Regions from separate parts of the Mus musculus genome. Here region 2 is linked to region 1. Evidence: chromatin contacts called from public HiChIP or PLAC-seq data. All regions are on one chromosome and are shown on one strand. Each heading gives the region's core, a stretch centred on a gene start, on an enhancer-like site or on the middle of the called end of the contact. The rest is flanking DNA. Distances are from core to core; before and after follow the strand shown.

Region 1 (5,243 bases), core at 1,427-3,926:
TTTCTGCATTGGGTTCCTGCCTTGGCTTCCCTCACTGATGGATTGTGGCATGGTAGTAGTAAGATCAGATACACACCTTCCCCCAAGAGCTTTAGTCAGTCTTTTATCACAGCACTAGAAACCACCTAGGACAAATGGTGTGGCCAAATGGTAAAGAGCACTGGCCCCAGAGAGCCGGGCAGAGCCACAGTCTGGCTGTCTTGCTGTCTCCTTAATCTTAGATTCCTTGCTGCTTCACTCTCTGATTGAGTTTCCTTCTTGATAAAAGTGGCACTCACCTCATGGCATTATTGTTAAAAATGGTTCAGTATATGAAAAAAACAGCACATTGTCAGCCCCAGATGCAAGCTTTTGTTTATCAGTCTGCTTTCCAGTCACTCAGTAAAGACACACACTGACTGAGCATCCCCTGTAGCACATCGATGAATGAGTATTTAGAAGATGCAGGAAGTAATGGGAGAAGCAAGAGGTCTCTTCTAACCACTACAGTCTTGGTGGAGGCAATGCACTATGACATGTGACAGTGTATGCAGAGGATGGAGAACTGTCTCCCTCCCCCCTCAGCTGTTGGGAGTGGAACCCAGAGCCTATACATGCTGGACTAGCTCCCTACTACTGAGCTACATCCCAGCCTCAAGCAATTTCACTTGTGTGTGATACCATTTATAATTTAAAAAATTATTTACTTTTTGTAGACCTTTGAAATTCTTCAGCATGATGTACCCTCTGTTCATTGCATCCCTGCATTATTTTATGGTCTGGCAATTCTTATTTTCTAAATTAAGTCATCACTTTTTTTTCTGTCTTTGGCATTTCTGAATTTCTAACAGCTACTCCGGTGTAGTTCCAGAATGTTTTGTGTCAGACTGATGAAAACACTTAGACATCTACTCCCTGCTTTTTAAAGTTTATTTTATTCATGTTATTATACATTATCTTAACTATTAATCGATTCATAATTATTAAATAATTAACCATTAACAATCTATTAATATTTTAATTAATTAACTAACTAATTAATGGGAACCAACACATGCCACTGCACATGGATGGAGGCCAGAGGACAAGCTGCAGGAATCAGTTTTCTTTTTGTACCACGTGGGCTCTGTTGATTGAGCACAGCTTGTCAGATTTGGTGGTGAGTCCTTTCCCACTGAGACATCTCACCACCCTACTCTGAAAAGGTTTGTAAAGGTGTACATTGGTAGAAAAATAGTCATGTGAGGTGAAATAAACTCACTATGTGAGTAGTCAGGGCAACCTTCCTGGGGTTAGATGGTGATAAGAAACTCCCCTGAGCAGTATTTTCCACTTTCCAGAGTGTGAATGTTCCACGTGGACACCTCAGGCCAGTGGTATGCTATCCCTGAGCAAGCAGTTGGGAAGAGGCGTGCAGAAGAAAACTGTTATGTAGTGTTCCCATCAAATAGACGCAACTGGTACAAATGCCCACCTGCAGAACTAAGAGCAAAGTGTAGTAGCACAAGAAACAAGTAATGAGCTTATTATCTTTGATTTAATAGCATTTATAAAATTGTGCATTCATAGTATTTCATTTTTACTGGTGTCTGTACTTAACAATTAACTTAGAAAAGGTTTGAAAGCATAACAATTAGTGATGATGAGCCCCATACAACTCACTACCTTCATCTCTGTGTGACTCTGGCTAGCAATTTTAGTACTAGCAATTTTACTAAGGAAATTACCTACATATTGTGTAAAGCACAAAGATATTCCAGATGGTGTTATTAATAACAGCCAAGAAATTGGAAACAACCCAATTATTTAAAATGAATGGTGGTTAAATCAGTTCATCGGAATGTTCCCTATAAGTAGAGGTGACTCCTTTGATGACTTTGTAACAACAGGAAAATTCCACATGTTTAAATGAAAATTAAACAAACGTAAAAAAGGAATGTCGAATATCTGCATCTTATAGAATGGCAACACTTAAAATTCGTAGATCTGCTAATAGCAGAAGTAAATGCTAGTGTTTGAAGATTGTAAGAGCATGGCACTGTCCTCTTTATTCTTCTCAGATTTTCCAATAATTAGTGTTTCTCGTATGCAAATGAGAAATATAGTGTCACCTTTTTCTCATAACAAAATTGTAACATCCCTAGATTTCTGCTGCATTTAAGGATAGTATCAAAGTATATCTCTTATTTTACAAATTAAATATTTTAATTTAACATTAAAGAGAATATATATACAAACTGAATTGACTTTTTAATAGATAATATCCAATTTCTTTTGTCCTCAGATTTTATGTATAAACCATTGTAGATTTCCATATAGGATTTGAAATTTTTATAGAAATAATACTTACATTTTAAAAAATTCGTAAGCTGTAAGTGGTTAGCTGTCACTCAAGAAAATTGAAGGTGTGTGGTTCTAAAACAGCCTGGGTCCTGCAGATCCTACATTCTTGTCTGATCTATGTGTGGTTGAATTTCTATCTGTCTTACTTCCTGAAGGAATTTCTCAGATCTTTTCAAATTATCTTCAAATGTAGATAATCTAATTTCACACACTTTTAGAAAACAGTTTAAACTACGTTCTCTGTCCTTTTTAGCCAGTAACGAGTGGGTTAATTTTGGCAGACAGGCTAAGCCCTGTGCAGTTTTCTCTTCCAGATTAAGATGTGATGAAACAAATTCCCGCAGCAGCGCACCGTGCAGGAGGAAATGCCATCTCGATGACTTCTTAAAGCCACTAATTTAAACATCAGAGCAAGCCCCTGTCAGCTTTTCTTCATCCCAAAGTTGTAATATCTCTTCTACTTTATTGACTTGCTGTGGACAGGTTTCAACAGGGATTTGGTTTTAAAAGTAATTCTTAGTGTTTTTATAGAGAAGAAACAGGAGTGTTCCACGATCTCCTGAATTCTGAGTTCCTTCTCTCCTGGGAACTCCTGCTACCTGTTTGTTTGTTTTTTTGTTTTAAAGCATATACTGTTATTAACTTTTGCATTCAATTTTTGTTTGTCTTGATGATCTCTCCCTGAAACACTGCTGTCTTTTTGAGAGATGTGTGTCAGCGGGACTTTGAACTTTATTTACTGATGTGCAAGGTTCCAAAGTTTGGCTTATCCAGTTACCAGTTGTGAGATCCTGGATAATTATTTGGGTTTTAGACATATCTCCGAAATTAAGATAATTTCCCCTAGCTTGCTGAATTACTGAGAGGCCTAGAGATATAACATATACTAGTCCTGACATAGAGTCAGTGTCTAGAGAAGGGCTTCTACCTGATTATCAGCCTTTCGGTTTTAGTTGAGTGAATAATTGCTTGTGGGGAAAGGTTTTATTCCTGAATCATCTTTAAATTATGTCCCCCCACTCTCTCATCACACACATCCTCTCTTTCTTACTCATGTACACTCTTATACACACACACACACACACACACACACACACACACACACACACACACACAGGGTTTTGATGAGTGTAGTTTAGTGAGTTGGTTGTCAGATTGTAAAGGAGCCTTGTAAGGAAACTGAAAAGGAGTGAGGAGAGATGAGACAGAATTTGAGTGTGGAATGACACACGCAGTTTGGAATATTGTAATGGTTGGCACAGCGGATCCTATGGTTAAGTCAAATTGGAAAAAGGTTGAAAACTGGTCACCTTTGAATTTGGCAATTTTACTGATTTCTATGATCACTGGTGTGTGTGTGTGTGTGTGTGTGTGTGTGTGTACACATGTCTCTGGGTGCACTTGTCTGTGGGGACCAGAAGTTGATAACAGGTATCATTTTTCATCACTGTCGACATTATGTTTTCTGAGACAGTCAGAGCTTGGAGATTTGGAAAGACCTAGACCAGCTAACTAGGAAGCCCCTGGGATCCTCCTATCCCTGCCTTCCTGTGCTGGGATTACAGATGTGCACCACTGTGCCCATCTTTTACAGTGTTTATGGTGTGCTGGGTATCTGAACCCAGGTGCTTGTGTGGCAAGTACTTGCGACTCATTCAACTCTCTAGCCTCAGTATTTATAATCTTGTTGATAAAGTAGAGGAATGTAACACATACTTGGAAAGAAAATGATTTATCATGCAATAGCATCAACTAAGATTAGGAGATTATATATAACAAAGACAAGACAACAGTATTATTGCATTGCTTCCTTAGCCTTAGAGTGCTGCATTGTACTTCAAGATGACTGTTAGAACTCCATCTGTAGTATCAGTATTACTCCTGGTAGGAAGAGAGGGATAAGAGTGTGCCTCCTGCCTTTCAGAATTTTCTTTGAAATTTTACACAGCACTTTTTTTTTTTTTTTGCTAAAATCTGTCACATGATCATACAACAATCTGTTGCCATTTAGGGGTCTGGATTGGTTAATTTTTCCTCTGGTAGTTAAAGAATTAAAAGGTGGTGGGAGAAATCTTAGACACAGTAGACAGCAGAAGACAGACAGAATCAGCTTGTCAAGAAAAACATTTATTAGAGGTGAGGAAACACACACAGCAAGACACAGAGAAAGACCTTCTTAAGGCAGAAGGAGACTCAGGAAAGCCTCTCCCCGAGGAGTGGGCTTTAGGGTCTTTGAAGGTGCCTCCTCCCCCCAACTCAGAGTTGGCCTGTTTGAACAAAAACAGAGCCTGACAGGTTCACACATTTGAGCAAAACATGTCTGCCTATCAGGGACTCTGTCCATAGCTACTAAGGATAATTAGGAAATACTGTCTTTAGGGGATTCTTATAACTAGGAAGAAAGGGAAAACTAGACACTTAGCAATGATAATGTATGTAGCAATAATCTCTCTTTTGGTCTAATAGGGTTTTGGGCTTTTTGTTTGTTTGTTTGTTTGTTTGTTTGTTTTTTGTTTTGGAATTGATGTGTCTTTTTTTCTATTCTAAAAACGAATACAAAAGTTGACAAGCTTGAGATGGCATGTAAACTCTCTGGTCCAAATCTAAGCAAGATGATTGTAAGCCTCCTCGTCCTTCTTCCCTTTCTCAGTTTTCAAACTATCAGTGTCTAAAAACCATCTGACATTAGAAACTTACTCCAGGAATACATTTTTATGATAAAAACTAATCAAGAAGTACAGAGGACTAAAAAAGTGGGGATATAAAACCAAACTTAACCGTCCCTTGTTAGCATTTCTTGGCATGCATCTGTTAACATTTAATATTTATAGTATGCCATTGGTAGTGGGGCTGGAGAGTCGTAACGATCGTACCGTCGTGTGACTGTGTTCCCTGTCACTGACCTGTACACTTGAGAGTAT
Region 2 (4,991 bases), core at 447-2,946, 83 kb after region 1:
CAGACAGTGAGGCGGAGTGAAGGAGGTAAACCTTAACAGTTGTCTAGATCCAGGACTTTTCCTGGAAGAACTCAGGTGGTTTGGGCTTTCTCTCCAGGAAGAAGACTTTTGGTCTTATTTACTTTTACATCAGAAAATAAAAGGGCTCAAGCATTTGATATAATCCAAAAGGAAGAAAAGTCAGATGTGTTCGCAAGAAGACACTGATTTTTGTCTTCTATGCAAAGCTCAGTCTTGCCTGCCATGTTCTGGTGAACTCTGTGTGGCCCTGCACAGAGCAAAGTTTATTTCTTGTTTGTGTTCCCATATATCTTTTGCTTTGTCTGGAGTACTTTGGCTTTCTATAGTGGGTTTCTGGCCTCCAGCTTTCTCATCATAAAGTAGGATTATCATCATAATATTTATGAATCATACGGCTCTGGAAAGATCTGTCCTTAATCAAAATAATTATTAAATGTCTCATAAACTTGTAGGCCAAAGAAAACATTTAACTTTTTTATTAAATTTGTGCAAATCATTCAGTGAGTTCAGGTTTTCATTCTCGCCCCCCCCTCCCCCAATTTTAAAATAAAGTAGTCGTAGGCTTGTCAAGAATGGTAAGAACTGGATCCTGACAGGAATGGTAGAAACAGAAACAAGCACAGCCTTTCTGGAGAGCCAGTTGGCAGGACAACAGACAGTTCTCTAAAATATGCAGATTTACATCTTCGCCCCCAAATATAAAACTGAATCAGCGTTCAAAGGCATGTGTTCAGAGACATTCATCATCATGTTGCTCATGATGATAACAGGCGGCTCACAGCTCAGTCGTTTAATATAGGGACAGTTCAGTTATATGTTCATTGTCAAACTGTGTGTAGCTATTAATGTAATGATGGCATTAATAGGAATTAATGGCTTTGGAAAGAAGTTCAGAGTGTTCTAGCATTTATAGTGTCCCATGCTGCTTCTCTTTGAGCATCGGCGGTCAAGAGCGGTAATTGTGATCACTTGTACTAACCTTGACATTCGTAGCATGTTACTGTTGAGTGCTGAAGTGTCCTGGGTAGTATGCTGAGCTCCGCTCAAACATTATCTCAGTGAACTTTCAGCCTAGCCCTACTAGCAGGCACAACTTGGATTATTATTTTGTAGATGAGAAAGCCCACTCTTAGAGGAACATAACTATGTAAGGCCTTATACTGAATGATAACAGGGGCAGCATTCATACCCAAACATTTATCTCTAGAATCGATATTCTCAAAGTTTACAGAGAAGCACTCCAGCGTCTTTATATCCTAGTAGAATGTCATGAGAGGCATGTTGTGGAAAACTCTTTCATATGCTTTCCTGTAACTGTACCTTTATCTGTGAGTACTTGGTTCCCATAAGTGGCAGGGAAGAGGTGGGTTAATATTTAATAAAAACACAGGTCAGCAAATAATAGCTCATGGGCCAAAGCCAGTCTGATGGTGGACTTTGTAAGTCCTGTTTTATCTCAGCAGCACTGTGCTTCATTATTATATATTGTCACTTGCTGTCTCTGTGCCTTATTGACAGGAATGACTAGTTTCAATAAAGATTGTGTGGTATAGAGGCTAAAATTAATAGTATCAGGTTCTTTACAGAAAAAAAATTGCCCATGCCTGCTGTAATACACTAGAAGTCTGGAAGGATATTGATCCTGTCTCAGTGATTGCTTTTCTGTTTAGAGTTCATGTTCTTCAGTAGGTACAGGCCACCAGTGTCCAGGTAGTTGGTGAGGGTTTACTGAGAACATGAACCAATAGCTTATTTCAGGACTTCTGAGCCCCTCTGTGCGTGGCTGGCTGGCATTCCCTAACTGGGCCATCTGTGTTGCCCTGACACTCAGACTGTTGCTGCTTCTCTGAGATGGAATGTGTATTCACAAATGAGGGCTCCATTAGTCATGGTGAATTTCCTGGGCCCTGGAGACATGGCCATGACATCACCAAGAGCCAATCAGAAAGGGGCCTCTATAGTCCAGCCTTCAATCCTCTTTGGAAGACTATAGACTAAGTGTTCTGTTCCTAGCCCTCAGGGTGTGATTTGAAACTGCCTTCCTCATCCAGCCATATTCTGGGCACAAAAGTCTAGCTTCTAGACCCAAGAGGCAAGGGCAAGCTTGATAATCTGCAGAGCTGGAGGCAGATTGCTGTTGAACATTTTTTTCCATGGCTTGGGTTTTTTCTTCCCAGAGTTTTCCACTCCAAATGACGTTGTTGCTTTCTGTGGCAAAGGATGGGTGGTGAAGGATGAAATCTGCATTAGATAAAAGATGGCTGGCAGTTAACATTTCTGGATAAGTATAGGTTGGTAGCATGACAAAAATCAGAAGTGTAGTTTGCTGGTTTGTTACATTGCTTCTCTGTATACTTTAACAGCTTTTAACAGCAACTGCTTTTAGCAAAATTAGTGTGTCTTAAAAACAGGCTCATTACCCACAGATCTTAGGATCTTCCTAATGAGGGTTAGCACCTCATTAAATCTTTTATCATCAAGAAGAAAAGACCCACTACCCCCCACTTCTCTTTTGGGGGGGGATTTAAATATTTTAGACTTACAAGCCTCTTTCTTCTCTTCCTTTTCTTTCATTCTTTTTCTTCTCTCTTCCTGTTCCCATCCCAATTTACGAGAATCATTTGTAGAATTCAGTTTTAGAGGTAACTTTCCTAATCTGTGTTCAAAAGCATCTGTTCAAATATGTATTTCTAATTGGCTCTGTCTCTTGTTACTAAACTATAATAGTTAAAACACCTTTAAATTTTATTCAAGGCTCACACTTGTAATCCTAGCACTTCAAGCGGTGAGGCAGGAGAATCTCAAAGTCAAGGTCAGCCTGAGCAAGAACTTGTCTCAAAAAAAAAAATCCATTGATCCTGGAAATTGAGACTTAGAACCTAAGCCAGGTGTGGTGCCTGTAATACTCAAGAGCCTTAAGTAGTCCAGAGAAGTAACAAAGGTCCAGTGGCAGCCTGAGCTGTAGCGGGAGATCTTGCCTTTAAACCAAACCAAACCAAACACAACCAATCCCCAAAACAACCCTAGGAAACAAAACCAGAAAAAAAAATCTTGAAGTGGACTCATGCAAATAGAGTTTTATAGCTTAATGCAGTTTATGAACCCCAAAATTGTACCTTCTCCCTTCATAAGGAATATATCTAATACCTTTTCATATTTTTCATAAAAATCAAAGAGAAATTGGCAGAGTAGCCTTCATTATTAGTTTACCTACATTTACTAAACATTGCCTCTGTTGTGTTAAATTTTTCCCTTGTTCCTGCATGATGACTATAGTAATAATTATATAATTTAGAGGAGTTTTATTTTTGAAGCATCTTGAAAACACAGGCATTTATCCTTATTTTTTGAAACTATACATACTAGTAACTAAGAGATGCATCCTCTAGAATCATGTAATATACTACAAAAGAGGCACTTAAAAAAATGCACTGTAGAGTTCTTCTCTTAAAAATCTCTATGTCCAGGCCTAGAGAGATGGCTCAATGGCTTAGTGCACTGGCTGCTCTTCTAGAGTATCAGTGTTTGATTTCCAGAACCACATGGTGGCTCACAACCAACTGTAACTCCAGGTCCAGGGCATCTGACACTTCCTTCTAGCCTATATGGGCTTCAGGTAGTCACGTGGCACATATACATACACACAGGCAAAATGCTCTTACATATAAATTAAAAATTAGAAATCAAAAACCTATAAAGCATGACTCATTAAATTTTCAAGTGCCTGAAATATATTCTGATTTTAGTTTTTAGGTGAGGAAACTGAAGTACAGAAAGCTTGAACCTTCTATGAGATGTCATTCGCAGAAGTATATTCTGAAATGAAAAACCTCATTGTTTCATCAAAGCCCTTAAGAGAACAGCCCTTTGTGTAATTCCCTGCTTCTATTCCTGTTTTCTGTTGATACCTTAAAGCTTTGCCTATGAACAAAATGCTCATTTTCATATTCTTCTGATTGGGACAAACCATCAGGTTAATGTAGCTTAGGCAGAGCTGGGGCAAGTCTGATGTACAGTGGCTGTTCTGTGTGGTGGCCGTGCTCTGTGTGGTGGCCATGCTCTGTGAGCTCTCCCACGGCCTTATTCCTAACAGGCTTTACAGTCTCCTCACCCACCCACCAGTTCTCCCACCTGAACTAATATTTGGCACCTCTTTACTCAGATGGTTGTCATGACTACCGATGGCTTGATGTTGATAGTGTCCTTCAAGGCTTTTTGGGAGAGAGGTCTTGCAGAAGTGCCGAGTCAGCACTGGCCCCTGAGTGATCACCAGAAGCTTGCCAATCAGGCTAACCACACCCCTGACTTCAGCAAGGCGAAGCCTTAGGAGAAGTTCTACTGCTGCCTTGAGAGACCACATCTGGATGCTGAAAGCCAGATGAATCTTAGAACAACCACAAATCAAGGTCTCCATGATACTCTTGTTTTCTACAGATTTGAGACACAACAGATACCTCCCTCAGAAAACTCACCCAGCGGGTGAGCCTGCTATGTTGATCATTCCATTAAGCCCTAAACCTTTCCTGCAGAAGAAAAATTCTCAAACGTCGATTCCAGAATATGTCAGTGAGAGGTCATGGCAGACAATCAGATGAGTTTATGAGACGCTAAAAAGGAGCTATGTCACTCCTAAAGGGGCTGGCATCGATTTATTACAGAAACCAAGAGCAGAAGGAAGAAAAGCCTTTAGTCTCATTAAGGAATCCAGACAAAAATCCCACTTAATCTGTCTTGCTTTTCCTTTTCCTGCAGTTCAGCTGCCGTGCAGGTGCAGGGCAGCCTGGCAGAAGCTTTGAACATTTGGAAAAAGAAGTCATTACTGAAAGTCACTGACACACACTTCCCTCGGAATGCTGCTGATGTCATGGAAAACCAGGACCTTAGCAGTAACCCTTAACAACCAGAGCTATGGTAAACACTGAGTGTTACCTCCACCAAGGCATTGGTTTTTAAAGACCTTTAACAGGCTA

The links. HiChIP or PLAC-seq counts read pairs in DNA pulled down with a chosen protein or histone mark.
Region 2: an H3K27ac HiChIP or PLAC-seq map of embryonic fibroblasts shows a contact between it and region 1, with 17 read pairs. The contact joins two enhancer-like sites. A contact is called at or near these places in 1 of 39 promoter capture datasets (the 3T3-L1 cell line), 1 of 15 datasets of contacts at CTCF or cohesin (the NIH/3T3 cell line), 8 of 484 Hi-C or Micro-C datasets (the 3T3-L1 cell line, centrocytes, cortical neurons and 3 more) and 3 of 115 datasets of contacts at active chromatin or transcription factors (the 230-238 cell line, embryonic fibroblasts and embryonic stem cells).

Annotation. Positions count from the first base shown.
Region 1 is chr12:79,418,150-79,423,392 of GRCm38.p6, forward strand. All of the region lies in intron 7 of Rad51b (RAD51 paralog B), which reads left to right. Among named protein-coding and RNA genes, the nearest start is that of Rad51b, 120 kb to the left of the region's middle. Within about 2 kb of position 2,677, at least 9 of the 459 cell types and tissues checked have an H3K27ac peak or open chromatin away from gene starts, as enhancers often do. A contact at or near this core is called in embryonic fibroblasts, where this site is marked.
Region 2 is chr12:79,502,360-79,507,350 of GRCm38.p6, forward strand. The region is part of intron 7 of Rad51b (RAD51 paralog B); the gene reads left to right. Among named protein-coding and RNA genes, the nearest start is that of Rad51b, 210 kb to the left of the region's middle. Within about 2 kb of position 1,697, at least 138 of the 459 cell types and tissues checked have an H3K27ac peak or open chromatin away from gene starts, as enhancers often do. A contact at or near this core is called in embryonic fibroblasts, where this site is marked.